Regions from separate parts of the Canis lupus genome. Here region 2 is linked to region 1. The links are chromatin contacts, called in public Hi-C maps. All regions are on one chromosome and are shown on one strand. The core of a region is the stretch at or near the end of the contact, and the rest is flanking DNA. Distances in the headings are between cores, read along the strand shown.

What was found. Hi-C and Micro-C count contacts between places; a contact is called where the count stands out from the background.
Region 2: a Hi-C map of skin fibroblasts shows a contact between it and region 1, with 2.2 times the contacts expected there. The contact joins two enhancer-like sites. A contact is called at or near these places in 5 of 9 Hi-C or Micro-C datasets (blood, liver and skin fibroblasts).

The regions. Positions count from the first base shown.
Region 1 is chr25:29,319,382-29,326,772 of UU_Cfam_GSD_1.0, forward strand. No RefSeq gene overlaps it. Among named protein-coding and RNA genes, the nearest start is that of ZNF395, 22 kb to the right of the region's middle. Within about 2 kb of position 3,145, at least 12 of the 20 cell types and tissues checked have an H3K27ac peak or open chromatin away from gene starts, as enhancers often do.
Region 2 is chr25:29,383,347-29,390,737 of UU_Cfam_GSD_1.0, forward strand. It overlaps ZNF395 (zinc finger protein 395), which reads left to right. Exons shown (of 10, transcript XM_038573723.1): 5 at 12-247; 6 at 738-838; 7 at 1,594-1,873; 8 at 3,225-3,317; 9 at 4,050-4,153; 10 at 4,469-7,391. The coding sequence ends at 4,580. Among named protein-coding and RNA genes, the nearest start is that of PNOC, 29 kb to the right of the region's middle. Within about 2 kb of position 3,280, at least 4 of the 20 cell types and tissues checked have an H3K27ac peak or open chromatin away from gene starts, as enhancers often do.

The DNA of each region.
Region 1 (7,391 bases), core at 1,895-4,394:
TGAGGAAGTCTTGTCTATTACATTTTCTTTTCTCTGTGGATTGGGCAAAGGCCATGGTTATTTGATATGAGGGCAGACCACCTTGGTGCAGCTCCCAGAACAGTCTTCCCAGGGAGTATGGATTAAGCCCCTCTGTGCATCATGGGAAGCAAAGTCCCAAAAGGATAAATGTGTGCTTTTAGGCAGATTACTCTGGTAACTGTATACAGGATGGGTTATTGAAGGGAATGACCAAAGACAGGAAGACCAGTTAGAAAATTACAGCAGCAAGCAGCAGTAATCCAGGTTTGAGATGGAGTGATAGGACTTTAAGTTTACCTGGTACTTTGTTATACAAATTCTTTTCACAAACACTCCTTAAATGATTATGTGAGGCAGGAAGTATCATTTAAAAAAAAACAAACAACCTGAAAGTTTAATTTTAAAAGGTGTCTATGTGAGAAATACTAAAAATAATAATGATAACTGGCAGGACTTAAAGAGTGGTAGAGTCATGGGAAAGGAGTTGGGAGGTGGAGAGGAATCAAAGCTGATCCCAAAGTTTTTAAACTTAGACAAATCGGAGAATGTTATTAACAGATGCCTAGGGGAAAAGCAAAATTGGAGGGAGGTAAATTTTCTCTTTTTCTTCTGCACTCATGTCAAACTTTTTTAAAAAAGATTTATTTCTATAAGTAATCTCTACACCCAGTGCGGGGTTTGAATCCATGACTTCTGAGATCAAGAGTCCAATGCTCCCCTGACTGAGCCACCCAGGTGCCTCGCAGTAAGTTCAAACTTTGAGAAAAGTTAATTAAAAAAATAGTGCAAAATAGGGATCCCTGGGTGGCGCAGCGGTTTGGTGCCTGCCTTTGGCCCGGGGTCGATCCTGGAGACCCGGGATCGAATCCCACGTCAGGCTCCCGGTGCATGGAGCCTGCTTGTGTCTCTGCCTCTCTGCCTCTCTCTCTCTGTGTGTGTGTGACTATCATGAATAAATAAATAAATAAATAAATAAATAAGTGCAAAATAAACATTATAGTCCCTTTGCCTGTCATCTCAATAATGTCCTTTATACCAAAAGGATCCAACATAGGATCATGGATTGCACCCAACTGTCATGTCTTTCAAATCTCCTTCATTCTACAGAAATTCCTCGATTTTACTTTCATGGCCTTTTTTTTTTTTTTTTTACAGACCCTTTTGTAGGCTGTCCCTTGGTTTGGGTTTGTCCAGTGTTTCCTCATGATTAGACCAGGTTATGCATCTTTGACTGGAATACCACAGAAATGACTGCAAGCTCACTGTGTCATCAGATGGCACACTGTACTGATTTTTTTTTTAAAGGATTGTATTTATTTATTCAGAGAAACAGAGAGAGGCAGAGACATAGGCAGAAGGAGAAGCAGGCTTTCCATGGGGAGCCGGATGCAGGACTCCACCCCAGGATGCCCTGAGCCAACGGCAGATGCTCAACCACTGAGCCACCCAGGTGCCCCACACAGTACTGATTTATGTCATCGCTTGTGATGTTGACTTTCATGACTTAAGACGGTACCTGACAGGTTTTTCTATGGTAAAGTTACTCATCTCCCTGCCTGATTACTAAACTATTTCATGAGGAGATGCTTTGAAAGGTGGTGGCAAGACTGGCTTCATGGCACGACCACCTGTGAAGCTGCGTTGGGTCTTGCACTTAGAAGGGTCCCAGGCTTGGTTTATTTTATTTTATTTTTTGCTCAGTTCCCACAAAGAAGGAAAGAAGGAAGGAAGGGAAGGGCAAAGAAGCATATATTCAATTCTTGACTTGTTACTTTGGGGTTGCCAGGACACCTGAGAATTAGGAAAGTGAGACTAGGGCTTGGGAGGAAATCTGGGCTTCAGAGAAAGCCTGGAACTTTCCAAACACAAAAGACAATCTCTCCAGGGGCATTAGAAAGAATGAGGACGTAAGCTTTGGAACACACACAGTTGCAGAATGGGAGAAAGGGAAGCCGGCAAGGCCTTGGAGGAATGAATGCACTAGAGAGTGAGGGAAACGCAATAGTGACCCATTACAGAAACCAAAGGAAACGGGGATTTTATAGGGACAAGACCAGCCAGCTGTGTGAAAGCTGTGAAGAAGTTAAAGGAGATGGCTGACCAAGAGGAAAGATCCCCGGTTCTAATAACTAGCCACAAGGAAGAGACTATGACTATTCGTGTGTCCTTTTAACAGGGGACATTGGTGGAGGTAGGTTAGGGCATAGGCTTGAGGATAGAGATGTGCTGGCAAGGCCAGCTTCCTGGGTGCCATCACTCACAGGCTCCTGCGCTTAAGGGCCCCTGGCTTGGTTTAATGTTCTTGAAGTTCTTAACATTTTTTAAAAATATTTTATTTATTTATTCATGAGAGACACGGAGAGAGAGAGAGAGAGAGAGAGAGAGGCAGAGACACAGGAGGAGGGAGAAGCAGGCTCCACGCAGGGAGCCCGACGGGACCCGATCCCTGGACTCCAGGATCACACGCGGGACGGACGGCAGGCTCCAAACCGCTGAGCCCCCCGCGGGAGTCCTGCGGGTTCATCTTGCCCTGTAGCCTCTGCCAATTGCGTAGCTGGTTCAGGTTGAGGGAGCAGGCGTAAACTCTTTTCTCCGTGGGGAACATCTGGGGAGGACAGGGAGAGGGGCAGTGTGTCGTGCACGTGTGCCGGCGGAGGGCGGGGACGGCGGCGAGGACCCGGGGCCGCTGCGGGGAGCGTGCGGGTCCAGAAGTGGAGACCGAGGGGTTCAAGGCCCGTGGCGCGTCGGACGCAGCACGGGAGCGGCGGGGAGCCGGGGCAAAGCGGCCCAGGCGAGGAAGGCGCGCCCACGGCGAGGCCCAGGCGAGCGCGCACCCCCGGCGGCCCCGAGGCCGCCCCGCAGCGGCGCCCACGCGCGCGCCCGGCTCGGGAGCCCTCGGACCCGCCGGCCGGAGCGACTGCGGGACAAAGGGGCCGAGCGCGGCCGCCCCCGCCCCCTCCCCCTCCTCCGCCCGCGCCCTCGGCGGGGCCCGGGCCTGGGGCCCGCCGCGCTCCCCGCGCTCCCCGCCCTCCCCGCCCGCCGGCCGCGCGCCCGGGGTGGCGCAGGGAGGCCTCCGTGGGCCCGGGCACGTCCGCGCCGCCGCCCTCGGGCCTCGCGCGCCGGGAGGCTGAGCTGGCGGGGAGGGGCCTGGCTCTGCCTCCCCGGCCCGGGCGCCTCCGCCGGCCGCCACCCCAGGGCGAGGCGCCCCCGGGAGGGACGGGGCTGGGGCGGCGCGTGGCCGGCGGGCGGGGCGGGCGGGGCGCGCGGGGCGTGGGTGCAGCTCGCCGCGGACTCGCAGACACCCCACGAGCCGGGCCGCCTGGCCTCGGCCTCTCCAACCTTCCTGCCCCGGCCCCGCTCCTCCGCGGGGACCCTCCAAACTTCTTCTTCTTTTAAGATTTTATTTATTTATTCATGAAAAACCCAGAGAGAGAGAGAGAGAGGCAGAGACCTGGGCAGGGGGAGAAGCAGGCTCCCTGCGGGGGAGGGGGAGGACTCGATCCCAGGACCCCAGGATCAGGCCCTGAGCCACCGGGCTGGGACCGCCCTCAAACCTTTCAAGAGGGGTCTTGGAGGAAATCAACCTGCAGAGAATTGGGAAGGAAACTGGGGAGATTTGAGGTCAGTTTCAACCTCCCTCCGCCACCATCGAATCAAAGCAGTATGTGCTTACTGTGTAAACTGTGGCAAAGACAGAAAAGTGTAAGTAATTAGACCAATTTTTTTTTTTTTTTAAAAAGCACCCACAATTTCACTACTCACAAGCAAAGGCGTACATATTGGGATACTTCTTCACATGTTGCTATGGATATATATTTTTACAGAATTGCGAATTCTGTGCAAATTATTGAGTGTTTTTTTTTTCTTCATATAAACATTTCTCATTTCCTTGAGCACATCGAGGTTTTTTTTTGTTTTGTTTTGTTTTTTTTTTTGGTTATAGTTCTATACAAACATTGTATAGCTGTACCATTTTGTACCAAAATGTTGTAACCATTTTCAGTTTTTAAAGGTCCAAAGGATGCAAATATTTTAAAAATTCTTTATTCTTCATATTAAATTGTTCTCTACAGTGTCTGTACTAATCTATATTTCCAGTCTCACTGAATGAATGGCCACTCTTACTATACCTATCATTATGAATCAGAGAATGACATCAGGCCTTGAATAGGTATCCCCATCTGTCCTTCTGAGCACACCTCTGCTCTACCTTCCTCCTTACATTAAAAATGTAAAGAAAAATTCAGAGCCTTTGGGATTCAGACATTCAAACTATTGGAAACGTTGGCCACTTTTTCAGTTTCCCCATCATTTTCTATTCCCCTAAAGCTGATCAACAATATCACCCAATCAGTGTCTTAGAAATGGAAGAGGAATAAGTTAGAAATCTCTTTTCCAGGGAGGATGCCTTGGGTGGCTCAGTGGTTGAGCATCTGCCTTTGGCTCACGGTGTGATCCTGGGGTTCCGGGATTGATTCCCACATCAAGGTCCTTTCAGGGAGCCCGCTTCTCCCTCTGTCTATGTCTCTGCCTCTCTCCGTGTCTCTCATGAATAAATAAATCTGAAAGAAAGAAAGAGAGAGAGAAAAAGAAAGAAATCTCTCTTCCAGAACCCTGGCCTCCCCTGCCTCTAGATGAGGCTCCTTCAGCATGTTTCCTCAGGAGCCTCAGCTGGCCAATAGATGTGGTGGCTCCCATGGAGTCAGGTCAATAAGTCAAGGTTGAGGTGTTAAATAATTATTGTTATTAGTGAATCCCCTGGAGGGGTGCCTGTGTGGCTCAGTCTGTTAAGCTTCTGACTTTTTTAAAGATTTTATTCATGAGAGACACAGAGAGAAGCAGAGACACAGGCAGAGGGAGAAGCAGATTCCCCAGGGGGACCTCCATCTGGGACTCGATCCTAGGACCCCAGGATCACAACCTGAGCTGAAGGCAGATGCTCAACTGCTGAGCCACCCAGGTGCCCAATCTTCTGACTCTTGATTTCAACTTGGGTCATGATCTTAGGGTCATGAGATCAAGTCCTGTGTCAGGCTGCATGCTGGGTGTGGAGCCTGCTTAAGATTCTCTCTCCTTCTGCCTCTCTCTCTAAAAAAAGAAAAAAGAAAGAAAGGAAAAAAGAAAAGATCCCCTGGAGAAACAACCTAACTGTCCATCAAGAATAATTCAGGAAGAAGGTGTGGTATATGTGCATATATACACACACATACATACACACCATGGAATATTATTTAGTCATGTGAAGGAAGGAAATCCTGGCATTTGCAATAAGAAATCCTGCCATTTGCAATAACGGATGAACCTTGCGGACATTAAACTAAGTGAGGTAAATCAGACAGAGAAAGACAAATATTACATGGTATCATTTACATATGGAATCTAAGAAAAGCTAAACTCATTCAAAAAAAAAAAAAAGAAAAAGGGTGAGATGGTGGTTACCAAGGGCTGGGGGATAGGGGAAGCAGGGAAGTAGGAGAGATGTTGTTTAAGAGTACAAACTAGTAGAGGGGCACCTGGGTGGCACAGTGGTTGAGAGTCTGATTCTTGGTTTCTACTCAGGTCATGATCTCAGGGTCGTAGGTTTGAGCCCCGTGTCAGGCTACATGCTTTAGGCTCAGCCTGGAGTCTGCTTATGACTCTCCCTCTTTCTTCCCTTTACCAGTACCCCTCATGCTTGCATTCTTTTTCTCAAATAAATAAATAAATCTTAAAAAAAAAAAAAGAGTTCAAACTAGTAGATACACAGTCCTGGAGATCTAATGTTTAACATAGTGATTATAGACAATAATACTGTATTATAGACCTCAAACTTGCTAAGATACTAAATCTTCTTAATTATTCCCACCACAAAAAAAGAAATGATCATTTGGTGACATGATGAAGGTCTAGCTAATGCTACAATAGTGATCATATTGTAATATATAGATGCATCAAGTCAACATGTGCACTTTTTTAAAAAAAGGACTTATTTATTTATTTATTTATTCATGATAGACACAGAGAGAGAGAGGCAGAGACACAGGCAGAGGGAGAAGCAGGCTCCATGCAAGGAGCCCAGTGCGGAACTCGATCCCAGGACTCCAGGACCGGGCCCTGGGCCAAACCATTGAGCCACCCAGGGATCCCCTCAACATGTGAACTTTAAACTTACACAATATTATATGTCAGGGGACACCTGGGTGGCTCAGTGGTTGGGTGTCTGCCTTCAGCTCAGGGCATGATCCTAGAGTCCCAGGATCAAGTCCCACGTCCAGCTCCCTGCATGGAGCCTGCTTCTCCCTCTGCCTGTGTCTGACTCTCTCTCTCTCTGTCTCTCATGGATAAATAAATAAATAAATAAAATCTCTAAAAAAATATTATATGTCAAATATATTTCAGTACAGAAAAGCTCCCACATAGCTTGGACCTTAGAGAATAAAATAAACTGGAGAGTAAAAGAAACAACATTCCATATACAAATGACCTCACTCAGCCTTATTCCACAAAAAATTAAATTTAAATGGACAAGTGCTGTAATAAAGGTAAGTGCAAAATGCCAAGGGTGGGGAAGAAAGCCCTGGAAACCTGACCGCCTCCCCACTCAGGATGCTTTGGCAAGTCATGATCCTGGAAGATTTAGTGCCCAAATTAGTGGCTGAAGGGACTATGAAGCTTTCCAGAGCTGTGGCATTGCATTATAAGAATGAATAATAATAGTCACTCTAGGGATGCCTCAGTGGCTCAGCGGTTGAGCGTCTTGGGGTCAGGGCATGATCCCCGGTCCGGGGATGGAGTCTTGCATCAGGCTCCCTGCATGGAGCCTGCTTCTCCCTCTGCCTGTGTCTTTGCCTCTCTCCCTGTGTCTCTCATGAATAAATAAATAAAATCTTAAAAAAAAAAGTCACTCTATTGAGCCCTGTCTTGCTTTGAGTGTTATAACAGGTCATAACCACCCTGTGAAGGAAGGTGGCTCCTTTTATAGATAAGGAAACTGTAGCTCAGAGTAGTTTATCTGACTCCTTGATACCTGCAACTAATAACACATGTTGCTCCCCCTCCCCACTTTTGCACCTGCAGAGAGAGAGCGTGACCTGAACAGGATCTACACTTTCTCTTATATTTTCAACCTTATGTACTGTCTATACTCATGCAATCATATCACAGCCCTGATGGGATCAAAACATAGCAGCAGCAACCACTTTTCATGTTTACTTCTATTTGGCTGCATATTTGTCATCACGTGGTTTTACCATATTCTATCCATTAAGCTGGCCTGCTTCCCTAGCCCCATAAAGGCAGCTTGCTCTTGGGGCCCGCACCTGGAGCCTCTTGTTTTACCTTATCTTTGAAGTCAGTACTGCTCATGTGTTTGCCTGGCAGCTCCCATCTGG
Region 2 (7,391 bases), core at 2,030-4,529, 64 kb after region 1:
TCTCTGGGCAGCTTCCCGAGCCGCCTGTGATCCGTGGAAGGAAAGCGGTGATGTGTCTGACAGTGGCAGCAGCACCACCAGCGGGCACTGGAGTGCGAGCAGTGGCATTTCTACTCCCTCGCCTCCCCACCCTCAGGCCAGCCCCAAGTATTTGGGGGATGCCTTTGGTTCTCCCCAAACTGATAATGGATTTGAGACCGATCCAGATGCTTTCCTGTTGGATGAACCAGCTCCACGCAAAAGAAAGGTACGTGGTATGGTGTGGCGCTGACATCGGCTTGAGGCCCAGCTGTAGAGGGGCGGGTGGGGTGGAGGTGGTGGTGGCGGCATGGGTCCTTAGGTCTTTAGTGTTCTCAGGCTCCATCCCATTTCCATTTTCCTTTGCTCCTGTGTTCCCTCATGATATCCCCAGGGGCACACTCCTCGTCCTTCACACTGGTTCCTTTTTACCTCTGCCCCAATCCCTGCCTTCTTCACTGCACTCATATAGGGCCCATGCACGAGGGCCTCCTGTGGGGTCTTATCCCCAGCACCCAGCACTGCTGCTAGCAGCAGGACCATCTCCTGGGTCTGGGCTTTCTGCCTCTGCCTATCAGTTTCTCTGGTCCCAGAGAATCCCTTCCTTAGAGCTTTTTGTTGGGTTCTGTTTGAGGGCAGCTGAAGTCCCCACTGGGTGAGGATGAGGAGTGGTGAGAGGGAGGGGCATATCCCCATGATCTTCTCTTCCTTTCCCCCAGAACTCCGTGAAGGTCATGTACAAGTGCCTGTGGCCAAACTGTGGCAAAGTTCTGCGCTCCATTGTGGGCATCAAACGACACGTCAAAGCCCTCCACCTGGGGTAGGTATGGAGCCCAGGGCCCATTTACGTGGGGACCCACTCAGGTGTTCCTCCACTGTGCCAATTCCCCATGACCTACAGCCAAGAATGGCTCCAAGAAAATGACTTGCTGAGAAGACCACCTGGTGCCTATCCCTGGCCCCTGTGTTTGGCAAAATAGCCTGTTGGAAAGAGATCTTTGCTGGGAAGGAAGGGCCCTCCTCTCATGGTGAATGTTGATGCTATTCATGGGAAGGGAGCCCTGTCCATCTGTGGACTTGTCTTCCTGCCTCACTGTAGCAAGATGTTTTAATTCTGTGTAGAAATTGGGTGATTTGGTGAGACCTCATTGTGGGTTCTGCACCCCCTTCCCCTCAGGGAGCTGGGGCTGCATCAGCTCTGACTTCCCGGAGCCAGGGCTGCTTCTGGCAGTGGAAACTGACTCACAGCCCTTTCCCTTAAGGAGAGGTTGTGACCACAGTATGTGGGGCTCAGAGGGGACCCGTTGCAGAGTCAGATGACTATTGCAGGAGGAGAGGTGTGCACACATCCCTTGAGAGGAGGAACCTTAGGTATGAGGAAAAACAGTTCCCACTAATGTGTAAGCACATCATCCTTTGCATCAGCAGTGAGACCTTTGAGGGTTCTCTTGGTCTCCTTCCCTGCCTTGGCTGGGTTGGCCTGAGCCATCACTCTTCCCTCTTGTGCCACAGTGTCCCTGTGTTTGACCTGAGACAACTTGTCCCTGACCATCACCACATCTCCCTCCCTCACAGAGACACTGTGGACTCTGACCAGTTCAAGCGGGAGGAGGATTTCTACTACACAGAGGTGCAGATGAAGGAGGAAGCCGCTGCTGCTGGCACCCCTGCAGCTGACCCAGCACCCACCCCCGGCATGACCAGCCCTCCTCTTGCTCTCCTTCCACCACCTCCTCCCAAAACCCAGTCCTCAGGCCCAGAACACCCTGGCCTGGAGTCTTACCTGCCGTCTGGTGCTCTCAGCAAGTCAGCTCCTGGCTCCTTCTGGCACATTCAGGCCGACCATGCGTACCAGGTATGGGACTGGTGGACATTGGGAGCTCAGCCTTGTGGCCATGAGGATGTTTGGTGTCTGACCTGTCACTGGTCAGCCTGATCGAAGGCTGAGGCCTTTGGCTAGATTGCTAATTGCTAACTTCTACAAAGAAGAAAAGAAAAATGACTTCATGGTCAATAAATGTGGGAATTCCATAGTTCTCCATCGGTGGCTGTCATGAGTAGTTACTAGAAATCTGGTTGAATCCGAGTGACCTGGTCGATGGATTTGGACTGGGGAATTGTTATATCCCTGGTTATACCAGGGGATGGAGTTGTGGATTCGGGCTTCCCACGGTAAATCCCTACCTCCTAAAATTGTGTGACGTTAACAAATAACCCGGCACCCATGTTTTTGAGCACCTACTATGTGTCAAGCATTCAGCTAAGCTTTTCAAATAGAGTAAGAAATAGTCGCTGAAGGTGTGAAGTGCATGGTTTAGCGGGAGAGAGAAATGAATATGTAAGTCTGATTAATTATAATAAGTAGTCAAAATGCCTTTTGAGAGGCAGGAGAAATTGTTGTGGGTACAGGAAGAACCAAGCTATCATGCCCGTGTGGCTGGGCAAGTTATCGTAGAGGGGGTGACACATAAGCTGATCTTTACCACACATAAGTACTCAGTGAATGCACAACTTGCTCTGTGCCATTTTTTAAAAACATCCTTTTAGGCTTACAGCTTGGTTTTATCAGACTCCAGCCTGGCTTACAAGTCAGTAATTAAAAAGCAGTGCTTTCAATCAGAAAGACTTTACAAAATGAGCCAGCTCTCCTTAGAATGAGTGGCTGCTTGGCTAGTTCATGTTTGGCCAACTTCAGGGGGCCCTTTGGGCTGCTGGCTGACCCTCAAGCGGGGCCCTAGAGAGGGCAATTGGTGTTTTTACAAACAGACCTAAACCCGAACATCTAGGAGAGTGTTGCCTCCTTCCAAGTGGTTGCCTGGGGACACCATATACTTAGTATAGCAATACCACCTGTGCTTAGAAGGGTTTTGGACTTCTTTGGGGGCACTGCCTTTAGCATGTTCTTGGAAGGTGAGCCAACTGATGCTAATCCACAGTGATGATTCAGTCGTGAGGCTGGCACAGAGACCAGCTCTGAGAGAAGGGATCCAAAAAAGGATTGGAGCCTGGGACTAAGGAGTAACTTGAAGACTTGGGCTTGCTGGTGTCTCCCCCAGGCAGAGTGTTTGGGTGCATCCCACTATTGTCTGCTTGGAGGCCCATACTCTGCTGTGGTATGAGTACCTAGAAGTTCTAGGGAGCATGGGTAGACTTGCACACTGCTCGAACAAGTGGGCCTGAGGCCGACCTGCTCTTGTCTTTGGCAGGCCCTGCCGTCCTTTCAGATCCCCGTGTCGCCACACATCTACACCAGTATTAGCTGGGCTGCCGCCCCCTCCACGGCCTCCTCCCTCTCTCCGGTGAGTTTGTCTGTCTCTGAGCCCCTGGGCACCTCTGGTGGGCCCAGAGCCAGCCCAAGGCTCTTCTGTATGTTACTGGTGCTGGAGGCCATCCCCCCCAAGCCCCTGTACTTGTTTCCAGTCCCCAGACTTCTAGATGGCCTACATGCACTCTTCCCCTTGCCTGGCACTCCCTAATGGTCACAGCCCCTCTCAGGAGCAGGTGTGTGAGAAGGAGCATCCAGATCAGGCAAGTTTGCTGCCAGGGAAGTCACTGGGCAAGTGTGGGGTCGGTGCCCTGCTGAGTCCTGAGTTATCTGTGGGTGCTTGTTAAGGTTCCAGTGTGCAGAGGAGAAAAAGGGAGAGAAGAAGGGAAGGTGGAGAGGATGAGGGTAGGCAAGACACATGATGGGAGCTTGTGAGGGTGTTGCTTACCTCTGAACTAAAATCAATCTGAAATCCTTTTGAGCCACTCACAGTGGGTCCTGGCCTTAAATATCTCCTATGGGAAGGTGTCACATGTTGTCAAGTCTGAGTGCTTGCAGAAGCCACTGAGGCAGCACAGCCCCTCCTTTGTTCTACCTGCAGTGATTCCACTTAAACCTACAGGTGGCCAGGTTAAGAGGCTCCCCTGCCAGAGGCACCTGCTTTAGGCACGGAAGTGTGCCTTAAAGGCCTGCCCTCACTCTGCAACCTTTCACTACTGTCCTGGTGTCCCCGGCCTGTGCTGATGGCCCCTCTCTCTGTGCCCAGGTCCGGAGCCGGTCGCTAAGCTTCAGCGAGCCCCAGCAGCCACCGCCTGCAATGAAATCTCACCTGATTGTTACTTCTCCACCTCGGGCCCAGAGCAGTGCCAGGTGAGACCGTTTGCTCCTGTGGCCTCCCCTCTGGCCTCTGTCCCCACCATGTCCACTCTAGGTGTCAACTATAGCCCAGCGAGCCTAGTCTCCAGGGTTAGTTCCCTGGTTGGGGGGTGGAAGAGGCAGCTGGGGACATGCTGGATGCAGGGGGACGGTGGTGGTAGTGGGGTGTGGAGGGGACTTTGCTCCTTTGGCCCATTGGCTCCCACCTTTTCAGCCTTGCTGGTTTGCTCAGCCTCATGCCAGGCTGTGCTGTGCTCCACGTCTTAACTACCAGTGCACGTCTGTACCCTCATTCTTCCTTTTTGACAGGAAAGCCCGTGGGGAGGCTAAGAAGTGCCGTAAAGTGTATGGCATCGAGCACCGGGACCAGTGGTGTACAGCCTGCCGCTGGAAGAAGGCCTGCCAGCGCTTCCTGGACTGAACCTGTCCCACCGGCTCCTCCTCTTTGCTCCCTGCCCTGACTGGCAGCCAGATGACAAAAGACAGATGTGTCACAAGCCCTCAGCAGAAACCTAAAACATAGAGTGGACATGGGGAGTTTGGGCTCTATTGGCTAAGGTTCAATACTTAACACATTTCCCCCTCCCTTTGGGGAACAGTTTAGTTTTTAAAAGAAGAAAGGAAAATATCCCCCCTCCCCCAGAATAGGAGAGAGAGCCAAAACTGACCAAGGGTAGTCTGCAGTGAACCAGAGACCAAAGAATTAATTACCCTCCCTTTCCTGAGTCTCTCTCTAGGGGATTAGTTTGCATGTTTCAAAAGACGGAACAGCTCATTCTGTTTCCTGCTGAGTTGGTGAATTCTTTGCTTTCTCAACTCTTCCAGAAGGGACGGTGAGCAAGATGAATTTACTTTTCTTAAAAAAAAAAAAAAAAAAAAAGAAGTTTCTGGCTGATGAGTCCGAGAGCAGGACCTGCTGTGGATAGGGTGGGAGGAGTGGGGAATCTGTGCACTTTTTAAGGTACAGCCGGCCCCTCTTCTCCACCCGCATCCAGGAGAAGGGAGAGCCTGTTCTCACCGAGCAGCTTCCATGGAAGTAAAAGGAAAACCCTTTCTTGATGACAACGATTTGAATCTGGGGTCACTCAGCTGTTGGGTTACATCCCAACAAATTTGTATGGCTTCTTCTCAAAGCCCAGACTAGTAGGTTTTTAAAGATTGTCCCCCAAATAGCTGAGCCAAAAGGCTATATGAATTCACTTTTTGAAAAATGTGGCAATTAAACACTACCTTGATCGTTCTCCCGTCTTTCCTTGAGGAAAAGCTGGAGGGTTTTAGTGTCTGTGAAAGCCCTCTGCTGTTACCTGAGTAAACTCCCTCTTGATGTTCCTCCCTCCAGTTATGGACAGGACACCTCTAAAACACTTTGTGTTCTTTTCCACTGTATTCAGAAGCCTTTTATCTGATTCCGGCTCCCTTCCACTTGAGTGAGAGGCCCTCCCTCCTTCGTCACACTCTGCACAGGTTCCTCGGTCTCTGGTTTTACCAGGGATTTTCTCATACTTTCCTGAGGCTGCAGTTAGGGCTGGTGTGGGGGGATGGAGGGAGGAAAGAAGAGACAGAAAAGTAAGTGGCAGCTTGCCCCCACTATGGAGAGGGAGTTGGCAGGTTCCAGATTGTTCTGTTGGCTCAGAGGGTCCGAGAGAATCCAATCTTCCTGAGGTGACGGGTAGGACAGGAGTCTTCCATCAGTGTCAGCGGCCTCTGGATTTTTATCCATGTTGGTCCAGTCCCTGTGGTGGGAAGGTCAGTTTGAGGCCGAGACCTGCTGGACACCCATTTCTTCCCTGCAGGTAGGAGGGGGACGGTAAAAGAGTGGAGGAGGAACTCCTGCGGGGGGGAGTTGGATGAGCAGCTCCTGGTGCTTTTTTAGCCTTTGCTGTTTCTGGAGCCCTCAGGAATGGAGGGGAGCCTGGATGGCACTGTTTGTGGAGTAAATAAGCAAAGCTATTTTTGTTGACAAGAAGGGAGATGTGGGTGGGGAGTTTAGAACCCTGCCCATCTGTGCTTAATTGAGACCAGATGAGCTGAGGAGCAGGACACATTTTGTTTTAGCCCTATGTGTGTGTCTGGGAGTTCCTCAGGCCTGCATGAATGTGGCCCCCTGCTGCTCACCTGCCTTGGGTACCGGCACTGCACCTACACGCCAGAGGTCAGGGGTTCAGGAATGTCACCAAGTCCATCCCCTGGCTGTAACTGAGGTTGTCCTCTTACTCCCAGGTGAAAATCCCTGGCTGTCGAGGCTCCTTTGGCCACTTCACGTGGGAGCCGCACAGACGCTTGTCAATCTGGGACACACTGAGTGTGAGAAAACCCGCTGACCTTAGAGATGTGATGTTGCAAAGGGTGATAGTGACCCAGGTTTGGTGATGGAGGGAAAGACACCCATGTATGGGTGTCTGTGGTGGTGATGGGGTATATTTTTATAACTTAGTAAAAAAAAAAAAAATAAGAAAGAAAAAGTATGTGGAATCTGTCCCTAAAGCTCAAAACCAGGCCAGCAAGAGGTGGCCCGGGGTCCTCCTTCCTGTCCCTTCCACCTCTGAGAGAATTAAAAGCTGACAGCAGGTGGTTGCTTGTTGTCTATCTTCAGCTCTTACCAGCGAGGGGAGGGAGCTTTTGAGACGTGAGGACTCTGCCTAGCAGCGTCTTCCCTTCCCTTCTTAATCACAGCTCTGGCTGAGTCTCGTCATTAGAAAAGCTATTTTCATTTTTCCCTCAGTTTGGTCTGTGTAGATATAGCTGGCTATCAAGATTTCCTCTAAGTGAGGTAGGCTTCTCATGTCGTTGGTACCCAGGGCAGAAGAGGCAGAGAGAAAGAAGAAAGGGATGAAACAGTTTAAAAACTGAGGTGGTTTTTTTTTTTTTTTTAATGTTTTATTTTGGTGCAGCTTTCCCTGTCTGTATCTGTTCCTCTCTCCTTATAGGTGGTGGTGGCGGTGGCGGCCTCCGCTCCCATCTTGTGGCTGTTGTGTTGGTTCTTGACATGTGGTCTGTCCGTGGGGTTGCCCCATTTGTTTCTTCTTGGAGGGTGGGGGTGGCTTGTGAACTGATCAGCGATTATGCCTGTTTCCTGCATCTCCGCATCTCTCCCTACTTCCCAGCCCACCTGGGCAGCAGAATCTGACAGGAGGGCAGGTGCCACAGCTGTGCACTGGAAACTAACAGGACCGATTTTCAAAAGAAATGATTTGGGGAAACCATTTATTCCAGGGATGTTACCCCTATTCAA